Regions from separate parts of the Arachis hypogaea genome. Here region 1 is linked to region 2. Evidence: chromatin contacts called from public Hi-C data. All regions are on one chromosome and are shown on one strand. Each heading gives the region's core, a stretch centred on a gene start, on an enhancer-like site or on the middle of the called end of the contact. The rest is flanking DNA. Distances are from core to core; before and after follow the strand shown.

Region 1 (4,472 bases), core at 293-2,792, 170 kb before region 2:
CTCGGGATCCAATTTGAAGCTTCAGTTAGATATCACACCTGGCTTGGAACTGCAATGATATTTTTCGCTGCAATACACGGTGCAAGCACTTGCTTTGTTTGGGGTGTCAGCCACCATATACAGAAAAAAGTGAAGCCCAAACTCTTCAAAATTTTCAATTTTCTTTTAATTGTAGTAATGATTAGTACTCTCCTTTTAATTTTTTGTTCATGATCTTCAAACAGATTTGGAAGTGGCAAAACACAGGACGAATATACCTCGCAGGAGTGATTACACTTGTCACCGAGCTAGTTATCTATGTCACTTCACTTCCACAAATCAGAAGGATGAAGTTTGAAATCTTCTACTATACACATCATCTCTACACAATCTCTCTAGTGTTCTTCTTGTTCCATGGTGGGGATAGGCACTTCTATACAGTCTTCAGAGGACTATTTCTTTTCAACCTCGACAAACTGCTCCGCATCATACAATCGAGTCCAAGAACCTGCATGGTTTCGGCTAGAACTTTCCCATCCAAAGCTGTGGAAATAGTTCTGCCTAAAGATCCATGTATTTAATCTGATATTGAGCTTTAGAAGTGAAAAAATATGAGAACAAAGAATATGAAATTTAAAAGCTTCTTTCAAATGATTTGCAGGGCTAAAGTATATGCCTACAAGTGTTATATTTATGAAGATACCAGCAATATCACATCTTCAATGGCATTCTTTCAATATAATATCAAGTTCCAGGGCTAAAAACCAAACCATGTCTGTAATAATCAAATCTGAAGGGTGGTGGACTAATTTTCTTTATGATCTGATACAAGCTGAGATTGACAAAGGTGCTGACTGTGTGTAACCTTTAGTTACTAGTAATTTTCAACATGATTTATGTTTGTGATTTTGTGACTGTGTGTGTCCCATGAATGGTAAACTATTTTGCCTTTTTAGATTAGCTTCAAATGGCTGCTCTGTGTTGTTTTTCCGGGAGTTAATCGTCAATTCAAACTGACGTTAAAATGAACATGCTAAAACAAATTGATAAAATAAGGCAAATAATAGGTGCTTCTGCTTGGTGACTCAATTTGTTTTCTTTGAACTTAAGAGCTCATGAGGAACCACAAAAAACTGGAAATGTAGTGAAAGAATGCTAATGAGTTTGTGTGATGTTGCAGCTGAAGAAACCGGGAAAAGATTAGTAGGGTATATAGATATCTTATTCATCACTTTTAATTTCTTGCTACAATAATAATACGTTATCATCAATCAATATTCAATTGGATACTAACTATATAGCTGTTTACTTAAGCAGCAGTAGTCCACATGATCAAACCATCATTAACTAACTAATTTTTACCATTCATCATCATTAGCTATATATAAATCACTATTCCTTCATTCTCTTTTGGATTAATTATAATTATCTAGTGATCAATTATTATTATTATTATTATTATTATTATTATTATTATTATTATTATTATTATTTCCAGTTTGAATATCATCAGCTATATAAAAGTTTATTTTTCTTTCATTTTTCAAAGCTGTTTTCTTGGCTCTTGCAATATTTGAGGACCTTGAAGTTTCTTGCAATATTATGTACTCTTTCAATAGTGCCGTGATTCGTTGACCATTACATCATTATGCAAGTGTTGAAGCTTTGGCAGAACAAATTCACTGGTTCAATTCCTTCAAGGCTTGGACAGAATGGTAAATTAACTGAACTTGATCTTTCAACAAACAAGCTCAAAGGACTAGTTCCAAAGTCTCTTTGTTTTGGTAAGAAGCTCAAGATTCTGATTTTGCTCAACAACTTTTTCTTTGGATCTTTGCCTAATGATCTTGGTGAATGCTACACTCTTGATATAGGCAAGTTAAAGAGTGTTTTGGAAATCCTCCTTCTTCATGGAAACAGATTCTCAGGTGAAATTCCACTAGATATAGGCAAGTTAAAAAGTGTTCTTAAGATGGATTTGAGTGTTAACAACTTTTCAGGTGCTATTCCTCCTGAGATTTGGTAAACTTTCATTGCTAATTAATTTTACTTTAATTTCCATAAATTTAATTCTCCTTAATTAATCTTAAAAATAAAAATCTGCAGTGCGAACACAAAATTCATTGCATTCATGATCACTTATGGTCTCAGTGCTGCTGCAAGGTTAGTTAATTAAACATATTCTTATGTTTTAGATTTTATTAATTTTTTTTAATTATTGAAAATCCTCGCCATGAAAGTGACTTTTACTCTCTCAGTTCTGCTTGGTTTGTGCTTTGTTTGGGCACTTGTGAGTTGTGAGGGGTCATAATATATGGATTCAAATGTTAGTAGCAATTCTAAAATCTTCAGATGCAGGGAACTCAGCTAAACTATAAAAAGAAAATTAGAAGCATATCATGAAACTCAAGGATACCGATGAAATCAAGATCGTAAAAATGATCACAAATACAACTTCTGCCTGGTAACCTGCTGAGGTCTTGAGGAAATCCAACACTCGAGTAAATTCACAATCACAGGAATTACTAACAAGTTTGATTACAAGAAAAATTGCTTAACTTCTTTGGCAGAGATGTAACACCTTCTGGAGCACACAACTTGTTTTTAGAATTGGCTGCATGAAATCTAACAAGCTTCAATTCTAGCATTCTTTCACATTCTTTCAATTTTCGACATGTCTATGGGATTTTTTTAAAATGATTTATTTATTTTAACCACGAAGAGCTGCCTTTCACTGCTTGTACCTCATTTTTTTGTTTTAAGTTAATATTGTTGTAGCTGTTCTTTGGAAATATCTTTTGAAGTTATGAGAAAATTTGATTTGTTAAATATTCGTTGACTGTTATTAATCTCGACATTCACTTTACTTATTGTTGTTTATCAGGGTTCAACTGTGGAAATGACAGATTTGGATAGGGATGATGTGGGATCAGAAGATGCTAACTTTTTGTTCAGTGGTCATAGAGCAAGAATCACGGTAATAATGTTACATAATTGTTTTTGTGTTTTACAAAAATTAATGAAAAATGGTACCTGTAACTATAGGTTTAGATATTATGTAGATATGTAGGGATCAATGTGTTTGAACTGGAATCCCAAGATAGTGTATATTGATGAACTTTTGAGTTACAACGATAGAGAAGCTAAACTGTAGCAAATGATCAAAGACATGAACTAATTGCTATATCCTTTATTTACAGTGAGTAACTTCTCTAACTAACTCACTAAAGGGATCCTATAATTAACTCGGGATTTCATCATATTTCTAGTGGTAAGGTAACTTATAATGGATGTGAAATTATTTTACTAGACTTACCAGCATGATAATTGGAATCCACAATATACCACTTGGTATTATGCATTTTGTTACTAGCAAATTCACTAGAAATGCAATTGAAATCACCAGTTATTTATTCATGATTTCCCAATTGTTTATATGTTGCTAGGTGCTGTTCAAATTATAGTAATTACTAACTGAGGACAAAGTGGGTGGAGCCTTGAAGTTTAACACACACCCCCTATGGTGATGTTTTCAGTTATCCTATCTGAGTTTTTCTTGCTATTTCTAAATCTTTTCTGCTTTCCAGTCTACATATTCAAGCTTGAAAATGTTGTTAATCTCTTGTAAATAAAATAGTAACCTCTCTGTACTAATTAGTTGAATTTATAGGTCCATAACCTATATTTAAAACTTGATATGTTATTTCTGTAAGCTTGCCCAAGCAACGTCTAAACAGATATCCAAGCGTAATTTTATATTTTGCATTTTATAATTTAGATGTTCCTAGTTAAGAGCTAAGATTTTATGTTTTGCTTTTTATAATTTACATGTTCCTAGTTATATTTCTACCCATATAAAATATTTTGTTGCCTTATTGGTCTTAATTAATTCTCTACTGAATTGGAAGCAGAGATAGACTGCCTCAATCAGATATACATTCGGCGGCAGCATGTTTGAGATGAATGAAGTGAAGGGTGGCAGTCCGTACGGTACCCGAACTTATGCTGGTGGTGATGGATCAAGACAACCAACTAAACTTGAGTTGGAGCAAGCATTCCACGAGGGCAAGTATATTGCCACCATTACTAAGAAGCTCAAGAAAGAATGAAGCTATCCATAAATTAGGATATTGTATCTTGATGAGTCCACTAATAGTTACTTGTCATCTAATGTATTCAACTTGTATTATTGCCAGTGGCGGAACCAGAAATTTTATAAGAGGGGGGCCAATTAAATATAAAATATAACAAAAAATTAACAAAATATGATTTGTAGCATATATATCAAAAAAGTAATTATATTATATAAAAGTCAATGTTCAACTACATACTAAAACTTTATGGTCCAAACTTTATGTATGCTCTACGAATTTCATCTTGTTGATTGATAGGATAATTCCAAATTTGCGGACGCTTTCCGGGATCACGCATCAATGTATCAATATTAACTTGATCTATTTCAGTCCTTGCTATTTTGGAAGCAGGGGGTTGAA
Region 2 (4,110 bases), core at 737-3,236:
CAAGGAGCCATCTCAAGCAGGGAAGGGCAGGAACACCAAAACAGAGGGAATACTGTAGCAAAATAAGTAATATATAACACACCAAAAAAATGAAAAATTAGCTAAGGCCAAGCGCCATGTGAAGGATAACAAAATAAACAGTAGTTACAACAGCAGCCCGTAGGTATGCAAAATGCAACAAGTCACTGAATTCAATGTTCACATCAAACTGTGGTACGTGTCTTATGCAAAATGATTTTTCTCTAAAACAAATTTGAATGAAGGTTGAATGAAATAATGAACCTGCACATCTACATTATTACTTAATAGACCAAACATTGCAGTAGGTGGATAGCTTATGTGTCATCTCTTGAGTCAAAATCCTTCACCATTTTTCCCTCCATTATATGAATAATTCCATTCATCCATGTGTTTCTTTTCATGCTACCTATTGGCCTGTGATGTGCCTAATGCATGCTCTCATGTTCCTATAATTACTCTAATTCATTTTTTGGGTTGAATTCAAAGTAGTAGTAAGTGCTGATCGTGCTGTTATTCATTCCACTAAACTTTAAACGAAGACTTTTCTTTAATATTTCTACCTAAAAGCATTGTACAAGTCCTTTGAGAGTTAATGCATTGAACCAAAAACATGTAGTGGTAAGTGAATTGTATTTGACTATAAAATGAGTAATATTTTGGTGCGCCACGAATCACTACATCACAGAACCCTTTATTTTCGTGGAGGCAGTTCACTAACCTGCTAACTGAAAAGTGCAACATGAGCAACGCAAGTCAACTCGACATTAAATTCTACTTCTATAGTTCATTAGCTTTAGATTCATACAAATTAAAGCTTTTAAATTAATGGTTCCATGGTGTTTGTGATTATAGGTTGAATGGTTGTTGATGAGAATTTAGGGAATTTGATTTTACTGAAAATAACAAATTAATAAGTGGGAAAGTATCTGTTATTGGCTTCCTGTTGTTGGATTTTAAGTCGTTAACAGGTAAGGGACTTTTTGAAAAGGGACATGCTTCTTAGACTTGTATTGAGTATCTAATGCTCTCAATTAGACATCACCATCATCACTATATATCCCTTTTTAGCATTTAGCAATAAATATATACTTTTAGTCATCACAATTTATTTTGGGATTCCCTTTATCTCATAATCTATATCTCAACCTTTCTTTCTTCCTTTTCTATTATTTTCACTCATTTTCTTCCTCGATGCCACTTAGGCAATTAAAAATCACACTGCAGCAACGGAGCCTATTAACAATCAACAATTAGGCAATTAACAATCAATTCTAACAGAGTCTATTAGCAATTAACAATCAAATCGAACAGAGTCAATTCTCTAAAATCTAATCAAACTATCACATTGACAAAATTAACTAATTGTTTTTAACTAAATCATTCTGAACACATTAAAAACTAAATTAACCAAATCACATTTTTTTATGAACAGATTAAAAACGAAAAAATTAAGCAAGAAATATTAAGTAACCTTCGGTGGTCTTCCAACGAACAGAGTATGAAGGAGGAGCAAGAATGTGACACGGAGAAGCTGGCGACACTGCAGCAGTCCTTCTCCTTATGTTTACAACGCCGAGAACTTGCAGAATATGAGGGATGGGGAGACTGCCAGCGACGAGCACGCGAGGGGCGACAAGCACGCGAGGGGCGACGAAGCTGGACCTGGCAACGCGACGGACGACAAGGCTGGACCAGGCAAAGAGGCTGGCACGCGACGAAGTGGACCTGGCGACGGACGACGAAGCGTGCTGGACCAGGCAAAGAAGCTGGTGCCGCGTAGAAAAGACGCTGGCGAAGAACGGCGGAACGGCGGTGGCAATGGAGGCTAGGGTTTCTCACCACTTCTCTTTCTTTGAGCAAGCGAAGCAGCCGTTTCAGAGTGAGAGAGTGAGAGTGGGTTGAGGGGGATCCTTCGCTGGATCAGGGATTTTTTTTTTTTTCTACGAAAATTCAAAACGACGGTTTTAAGGGATTTAAAAAAAATTTGATCTAATTTGGATTCTTCGAAGGTTTTGAGAATCGGATCGATCATTGAACCGTTTTAGTCACTAATTTATTGGTTTATTAGTTTAACTAGTTTAATCGTGGTTCAACTAAAAAAATTGTTTTAGAATAAAATAATAAGTAAATTATAAATAAATATCCAAAATTATAACTCAACCTATTTTTTGTCTCATAACAACTATATCATTTAGCCAACAATATATCTTTCATCTCTTTCCTAATGTAAAGAATTAAAAAAGATCAAACAAATTGAACAAACCTTCTGATCCTAATGGTGAATCTATCTCCTTAATATAGGAATTAATCACATAAATACATTAATATTACAAAATATACTAATATACTTAATAAATAGGCAAGACATGATACAACAGTGCCTTTCAATCGATTTTAGAATACGTCAAGCAACATGTAGAGATGAATTATTACGTCAAGCAACTTTGATGAGTTCAAATCTAGCAGCATATAATACAATCCATAGTTGAAGAGTTTAGCAATGAAAATGTACAAAATTTCAATAAACATTATCACAAATTTCATATTCAAAACACAAATCAATAATCAAGTAATCAGAGATATTCAAAATCACAAATCACTACTTTAGATTTCAGAGACATTCAAATTCAATAATCCAAGTACTTCAGAGACATTCAAATTCCGCCTACAGCATTCAACAATATACAAATTTCCACCATTAGCAACAGAGTTTTTAACATACTTTAACAAAGATTAATAAAGTTTTTAACCCAATTTTAACAAGCTCAACACAATGATTAACAACAAAAAAAGCCCTGAATGAGGTAATGAGCACAAGATCAAGAAACTTTAACAAAATTTAACAACAGATAAAAAAAGTCAAGAACAAGCCAGTAACAGTTTATCAGTGCCAATTTAGCATCAATCAATAAGCCACTGATTAACAAGTTCAGCATAGCGATTAACAACAAAAAAAGGCACTGAATGAGGTAATGAGCACAAAATCAAGAAACTTAACAACAGACAAAAAAGCCAAGAACAAGCCAGTAACTTTTTATCAGTACCAATTTAGCATCAATCAATAAGCCAGTAACAGAGTTAATTAATCAAGAATAGGCTAGAACAAGCCAGAGTAGTGAGCAAAGCCAATCAACCAAGAACAAGCACTAAGCACCGACAGAGCATCCAATTAACTCAAGCACAAAGTAAAAAAAAACAAAACAGCAACACATCACTTAATTAATAATCATCAACAAATGAAAAACAAAACACTAACAGTGAGTATTAAAAAACTAATATCAAAATAGGATAAACCTCTTCAAAACGAGAATTTTGATACCAATTTTAAAAGATTCGGCCCAATTAGGCCGAACAGAACCTAAAATGTGCCCAAGGCACAATTCAGCCCAACCCATATAACCCCTTTCACCCCCTTTTAGCTACAAACCATCTGATTTCATTGGGAAAGAAGGGAGACGCGGTGAGGAGAAGAGAGAAAGAACATAACCTAGGTTGAACTTCAAACCAAGATAACTTTCGATTCGGAGCTCCGATTGACGAGCCATTTACGGCCACGCGTTCATCTCGGAGTCCTCTTCAATTCTATCCAAACAAAAAGGTATGTATTTCTCAAATTCATGTCCAGTATTCTGTTTCCCCTTTATGTGCGAAATTGGCTTGAGCCTTGAGTGATTTTGATGATTTTGGTGGTTTAGGTGCAATCTAACATTGGATAATTGTTGGATTATACTCCAATCATCAATGGATAAGGTGAGGAAACCATAGCCCTATCTAATTTTTGAATTTGGGTAATGGATATTGAGTTGGGTATATATATATATATATATATATATATATATATATATATATATATATATATATATATATATATATGTTGTATATTTATATTAGGTGGTGTGTTTGTAAGTGGAATTTGATGTTGTGGACATTAGAGGCCTTGGATTGGTGTCAAGTCTTGGTGATCTTATGAATTGAGGAGCTGCGAGCATGGCTTAAGTGTTGCTTTGGACAATAAATAAAAGCGGCCAAGGTATAGTTTAGGTTTCGCGCGTTTAATATATAAGGTTGTGTGAAAACTTAGGCTAGAAT

What was found. A called contact is a pair of places that touch in the nucleus more often than the background predicts.
Region 1: a contact with region 2 is called in a Hi-C map of leaf, with 3 times the contacts expected there. The contact joins the promoter of LOC112796887 here to the promoter of LOC112796884 in region 2. A contact is called at or near these places in 3 of 8 Hi-C or Micro-C datasets (all in leaf).

Annotation. Positions count from the first base shown.
Region 1 is chr4:81,366,408-81,370,879 of arahy.Tifrunner.gnm2.J5K5, reverse strand. LOC112796887 (brassinosteroid LRR receptor kinase-like) reads left to right here and starts at 1,542. Exons shown (of 6, transcript XM_072235665.1): 1 at 1,542-1,763; 2 at 1,854-2,001; 3 at 2,086-2,142; 4 at 2,864-2,956; 5 at 3,426-3,502; 6 at 3,891-4,305. The coding sequence starts at 1,628. The coding sequence ends at 2,882.
Region 2 is chr4:81,194,173-81,198,282 of arahy.Tifrunner.gnm2.J5K5, reverse strand. It overlaps LOC112796884, which reads right to left and starts at 1,986. Exons shown (of 16, transcript XM_072235666.1): 1 at 1,493-1,986.